Regions from separate parts of the Mus musculus genome. Here region 1 is linked to region 2. The links are chromatin contacts, called in public Hi-C maps. All regions are on one chromosome and are shown on one strand. The core of a region is the stretch at or near the end of the contact, and the rest is flanking DNA. Distances in the headings are between cores, read along the strand shown. Region 1 holds the start of Dlg2 (discs large MAGUK scaffold protein 2). Region 2 has its middle 170 kb from the start of Gm39048.

Region 1 (3,361 bases), core at 544-3,043, 250 kb after region 2:
TAAAAACAAAGAAAGTGTCTTATACACTAATTCCAAGCGAAAATTTTACTTAACAGTACATTTGTTGATTTTTTTTTTTCCTGAGAATCTTCTGAACCCTAGTGGAGACAGGCAGTTTTAAATCGTCCCCGTGTTTACCACAGCTTCCGGTGTTTGTGTTCATTTACTGGGAAGAGCTTCAGGAGAGGTAACCTGCTATGACCTCTGGAGAGGGAGGCATTATGAACTGAAATGACAGGCTCTGTTTTGAAGCCATTAATAAAAGTTGGGGAGTGATAGGACCTGGGCATCCATTTTTTAAACTGCCCTGGAAGTCACAGTTATGCTACAAGCACTTACAGTTTGTAATTACCTAGTCTACTATGACAGACAGAGCTGGGAATCAAATTAAGTGGCTCCCTTCTCTTTCATTGCTGAACAATCTCCAGCTTAAGCCAAGGTTGCTTTTCCTTCTTCCTAAAAAAGCCACAAACAATGACAACCCAAAATAGCTATTTAGTCAGAAGTGACGACACTTTCTGAACGCTTATCATTAAGAGGGAAGTAGAAAACCTAGCTCTTTAATTCCTCTCTCTGAATTCCCATCTACCCTCTGAAGCATTCTCACCTCACTGCCCAGGAGAGATGCCCAGAGACTGCCAGAGAGCATCAGCACTGCTGCAGGCTCCAAAGGGGAGGTGGCTTATGCAAAACACGTTAAAGAAAAACCCTAAAAGTCACTGCAGCTTTTTCCCTGTGAGTGATGCGGTTCTTCCCTGTTGCTGTGGCAAAGACATCACCAATCTTTTTCCTCCCACTATTTTTACTGCAGTGAGAACTGTTCATGTCTGCTCGCATTTCGCCAGAGAGCTTTAGAATTCTAGCTGAGCATTAGGGCTGCCTGAAGCTGGAAAAAAGAGTTTAGAACCTTGCCTTGGCTGAATAAAAATCCAATTAATTTGCAGTATCTGTTGCTTGTCAAGGATATCAACAGACAGTAAGACCTGAAAATGTTTGTTAATTAAAAATCCCCCCTCCTCGTGGATTCATGGGAATAGAAGTCTCTCTCTCTCTCTCTCTCTCTCTCTCTCTCTCTCTCCCTTCCTCCCTCTCTACCTCCCAGGACCAGCTAAACATTTTATATCATTTTTTCATCCCGCTGGTTGAATTGTCCCCCTGTTTTGTTCCAATCCCATCCTGTATCGCTGATAGTTGTTTATCAACAAAGCATAGCATTGGAGAATTTAGATGCATGGTTTTGTTAGAGAGCCTAACAACTTTAAATATCCCTGGAAGACAGACCTGATGATATGATATCCCAGGACAGGGCAGTAAGAGGTGGTACTTCCTTGCCCTGGAGCTGGCGAGCACCCCTGGTGGACCCAGCTTAGGTTTTAGGGGACTCTATGAGACACGGAACCTTTTGGTCCTGCTCTGTTCCACACAGAGAAATGGAAGAGTGAGGCATGCTTGCAGTGGTTTGTAGTATTTGCCAAACAGGATACTGCATCAGAAAAGCTTGGAATGTAGTGCAGAGCTGTTAGGCTACAAAGGGAAAAGGGTTCCCTCTTCAACCACAGTCTGCCAGATGCAATCCCCTGGTAAAGTATCTAATAGGACAACACTCGGGCTCCCCAGAAATATAAGTAACTCATTGGTTAAATTTCAATTCTTCACCTTTCCCCCCCCCCCTCCTTCCTGAGTGAGCTCATTCCCCCCTCCTTTTTTTCCCCCAGTGATTTAAAATGCTAGAAGGAAAAGCAACTGAGGTTCTAACTTTCGGATGCTGAATCCTCGGCTAATTGAAATTACTGGGCACAATGCTATATATAGCCAATGAAGAGATTCTGAGCTCTCACTCAGTGCCTTCAAGACATGTCGTTTTGTAGTCAGAGGAAACAGGGATCAATGCATTTTCAAACTGACAGAGGGAACGGATGCTCCTTAGCAGCACATGCCCAGGATCGTGTGTGTGGGGCTTGCGCTGTGCTGAGAAGCTGATCACCACCGGCCCATATGCCCCTTATTTACTGCAATGTTCTTTGCATGTTATTGTGCACTCCGGACTAACGTAAAGGTAAGAGGGAGCGAGACGGCCACTGGGCATGATGTACATGTTAAACCAGCTGCAAAAAAATGTCTACCTTGTGTAGCGCCAGGACTTTTCGGATGGCCGGCTGAGCAGGCTGATTATTACAGGTGGTTGCGAAGGCTTTGTTTTATTGTTGCCTTGCCGCCTCCCTGGGGGAGCGAGTCAGAACGCTGTGGTGAAGTGACCTTCAGGTTTAACTGTTTGTAATTCAGGTTCTTGCTCACACTTGGAGGGTGGAGAGGGGGGAGGAAAAGATGAGGATTATTTCCGTAGGCCAGCAACAAGAAACCAGAGGAGGTAACAAGCTATGGATCACGCTGTCAATTAGAATTTAGTCTTTCCCTTTTGAAAGTGCTGTGAACTGTACGTGTGCCTGCAGCTTCATTGTTCTGAGAGCTCCCGGGTTTGAATGTGGAGGCTGGAGTGGAATTAGGATGTGATCTGTGGGGGTACCCGAGCATCCTGTGTGTTGAGAGGAGGATGAGGAGCATCGGGGAATTTGGTGGTATTAACCACACAGCTTCTCAGCTCAGGGTGGGCTGCCGGGTTAGACTGCTTGGGTGCCGCCACCTGGATGCTGTCACCTCGCTGACATTCACTTGCTGGAGCTAATAAGGCTCCAAAGTTGAGCTCAAGTTTGGGAGACTTACCCCTTGTCACGAGCAAGGATGTTATTATTTGAAAGGTTTCTCTGACGCTATTCATTCAGCACGAAGAACCAGAGAGAGCTGCTGTGGGATTCCACTTGCATAGTTTAAGTGAATTTCCACCCCCCCACCCCCCCCCACCCCCGTACCCCAGCTTGAGTTTGTAATTCTAATTGAAGCAGGTCCAAAAAGAAGTGATTGTCTTTGAGAAAGAAAAAAAAAATTAGAGGCAGTTTAAAGCCTAAAATAGGACTTTTGAAAAATTAAAAGTCGATGTAAAGTGTTTCCCTTTTTATTTCAGGAGAGGAAGTGTTTTATGAGTCTGGGTACTAAAGTTTCATTTTGTGTGTTTACAAGTTTTATTGGAGAGCTCCCGGCTGCTCACTTTTGTAAACCTCCTCGCTTTACATTTGAACTTCAAACAGGTAGTATTTATATGTCCACGGTGAGCAGACCTCTCAGCATGGCAGCCTGGAGAGCCTTGAGCAAGCAGAGTTCTGTAGGTTTTACTTCTTACTACTTTAAGAATTCACTTCCTCCCAGGTAAATGTGGTGGGCGTAAGAAACCTCCTGACAGGTTTTAAGAGGTGGAGTTGTATCCGCAAACACGAGTGTGGGTTGTTCTAGTGCCTTCTATTTCAAT
Region 2 (3,260 bases), core at 407-2,906:
AGTAATATGAGGTTAAAGATAAATTTGTTTCTGTTTATTCAGTCAATTCTTACCTTTTCCTCTGCTTCAGTTATTCTTGGTGATTACTCCATAACTTATAAATTGTACCACCTAGAATTACTATTGCAAGTGTTGTTGTGGAACTTGCCAAGGTATAAGGGAATAAAGCTACAAGATTATAGCTATGACACTTGTTGAAACTTTAAAAGTGACTAACTGTGTAATACATGGGAATTATTTCTCAACTCAATTTTGGATGAATGGTCATGGAAAATAGGAATGAAAATGATTATCCCACATATGTGTTTATATATATAATTGAGATAGTTCATCTCAATTATCAATTATTTGACATGGTTTAGAATTATCATAGACATGAATTTCTGGGTATATTTGTGAAGCATTTTCTAGATTAGGTTACTGAGGTGGGAAGGTCTACCCTAAATACTAGAAGTACCAATCAACCAATAAATTCTGGTCTACATATAAGCAGAAAGTGAGCTGAGCACCAGCATCTGTCACTCTGCTTCCTGACTGAGGATGCAATGAGACCAGTTATGCAATAGCTCCTGCTGACCAAGGCTTCCCCACTATAAGGGACTATACCTTCAAGCTCTCCAGTATTTTATCATAGTAACAAGGAAAGTAAGTAATACCATCATATGTGAATGTTCAAAAGGCTACTACTGCCATGCTCAGAGTGTAAGACGCAGAATGCATCTTCCTTCCTCCGCTCCCTCCATTTCCTCCCACTAATGGTCAGTGAGAGAGGGCAAGGACTGGGAAAGTCCTAGCTGAGATACTGAGGCTAGCTCTAACGCAGCATCTTCATAAGGAGTGTGTTTACTTTGGACTTAATATGAATAGGAGGCGTCTCTCATCAGTCTATTTGTCCAATTCTTAATAAAGTAGCAGAAAACCATTATATTGGGGCTACCTTGACTTTCTGAGAGTATTTGTGTTAAAGCATTGACCACATCACAGCCAAAATTTCATGGACTAAAATAATCCTCCCAGCAGAGGCTTTGTTGTCAGAACTGCAGTCAAATTTGACTTTTTAAATAAAAGGGATAATTGGTAGAAAAAAAAAATCTCTTAACTTGTCTAAGCCTCAGTTGCCCATACATGTCTAAAACTGTCATCAAAGTACATTTGGCAACTATAGATATGACCAATTTGCTATTTATTAGTACAAGAATTAATAAATGCAAAGTATTCCCAATAAATGTTCACCATTAATACTGGATGATGGCATTGAATGGCTATTCAGAATTTTAGGATTGTAACTAAGTTTACCTGGTAACTAGACCTGACTTCTATTCCATCAGGAAAATGGGGATTCAGAACATAAGAGTGCTCAGAACTGACACTGGGCACACTGAATCTTGGACTGAGGACAGCGAGACAAATGCTTGCTGTCCTCAGCCACCTGTGCATATGAGTGTGCTGATATTCTGATAGGCTGGGTCATGACTCGCTCCAGAAATGAGTGCTATGCTCTATATTGAAATGACAAGTGTTTTCACTTGAGAGGCTAGGGAGACTGGAAGTGACAGTGTTGCTGTGAACCTGTTCCTTCTTGATGCCTAAAGCACTCTCCAGTCACAAGCCAGAGCACTGGGGGAAGATGCATGGCTCTGGGAGGCCACTAGGGTGTCATTTAGAACCTCTCTGCTGGAACAATGGAGTAATATAAATTTCAACCCACATCCTCCCGTTGCCATGGTAACCTGATGCACTTGCTTTGAAGTGTCTTTTGTATCTCCCGACCCCTTGCTTGCTTTCTTTTTATTTTTAATCATGAAGATTTTTACTTTGCCAGTAATTTCCTTAATGTGGCTGTGACTTCTTACCCTCCTATTTCCCTATCCCTCCAATTTCTGAATATCTTGCCAATGAGCAATTCAAAGATAAAGATAATAGCTGCATGTATGTGTTCATACCTGCCTGCTGTGCCTGTAAATAAGTAAATCCCTCTCCCTTCTGTTTGTCAGCCTTTCTATAGTCACCCTTTCTTCTCTCCCTCTCTTACAAATGCATGTGCAACACACACACACACACACACACACACACACACACACACACACACAACACACACACGACAATTGTCAGAAAACTGATACACTGCTACAGCTGTTCAATGCTTCAAAAACACCTTGTGTGTCTTAAAAATGATAAAGGAAGTTTTCCATTGCAGAACAACTTCTGATTTAGTAATTCCTTAGTATTTGGTATGTGGCAGGCTGAACAAAGGGTCTGATTGTTATTACATTCAAATCCTTCACTTGGTCACTTGAAAATCTGTAGATTATGAGGGCAGTGTTTCAAGGTGAAGAGCATGAGGTGCTTTGGGTTTGCATTCAGACACTGTCAGTTCTTAGTTGTACAACCCTGTGTAGGTTAATTACACTAACCCTCATAACAAAATAGACTCTCAAAAATAATAGCATAAATTCACTCTCAAGATGTGTGTGAGGAGTGATTTGAGATAATACAGCGTACCTAGAATAAGTCTCTTTGAGACATTATAGACATAAACACTGAGTCTTTCACCTAGGAAACTGACTGTATGCATCCAGGAATAGGCTGCAGTTATCTCACCTAGAGATGCATATGGGCCTTCTTCATTACTATACCCTTCTCCACGCCAAAGAGTCCAGGCAAGCATGCAAACACAGAGTCCTGTGCCATCACCTTACTTGAATGCTGAAGACATGAAACATGGACACGGAAGAACAGAGGCATCTCCTGGAAGCTGCCTCAGAAATATGACCTCTTGTGATGTTCAAGTTTAGGTCTTTACTTCTGGGAGCAAACCTAGTTCGACATATCAAGCTAATAGGATATTTAGAAACTCTCATTACATTAGGGCAGCACTGCCCACCCCACCACAAAATCCCCCTTTCATGGAAGAGGTGAGTGTATTTAACCAGGAGCATTCGGGATGATGGAAGACATTTGAACGCAAACATAGGGTACTTGCTAACCTGTGAGTTGTGTGACTGCTATGCACTTGTATTCAGTGCCGACAGTGAAGAGAATAATGAGACAGAAATTAAATGAAATTTAAAAGAACTACAGTTATGTGACAGGATACCTGCTCTGTGGAAGTATCAAGACTTACAGAGAGGAAGTCACAGAAGATTAAGCAAAACGGAAGGAGATCACAGAGAACATTCTTGAAGGAATACTCTCTACGTTACAGTAATTTAGAAACATAATTTCAAGTAATGAGAAAAACAAGCATGAAAGAAGAGATA

The links. Hi-C and Micro-C count contacts between places; a contact is called where the count stands out from the background.
Region 1: a Hi-C map of cortical neurons shows a contact between it and region 2, with 3 times the contacts expected there. The contact joins the promoter of Dlg2 here to the enhancer-like site in region 2. A contact is called at or near these places in 4 of 484 Hi-C or Micro-C datasets (cerebral cortex, cortical neurons and forebrain) and 2 of 115 datasets of contacts at active chromatin or transcription factors (forebrain and neural progenitor cells).

The regions. Positions count from the first base shown.
Region 1 is chr7:91,088,993-91,092,353 of GRCm38.p6, forward strand. Dlg2 (discs large MAGUK scaffold protein 2) reads left to right here and starts at 1,794. Exons shown (of 23, transcript NM_011807.3): 1 at 1,794-2,056. The coding sequence starts at 2,015.
Region 2 is chr7:90,842,120-90,845,379 of GRCm38.p6, forward strand. It overlaps a transcript of Dlg2 not described here. Among named protein-coding and RNA genes, the nearest start is that of Gm39048, 170 kb to the right of the region's middle. Within about 2 kb of position 1,657, at least 11 of the 459 cell types and tissues checked have an H3K27ac peak or open chromatin away from gene starts, as enhancers often do. A contact at or near this core is called in cortical neurons and forebrain, where this site is marked.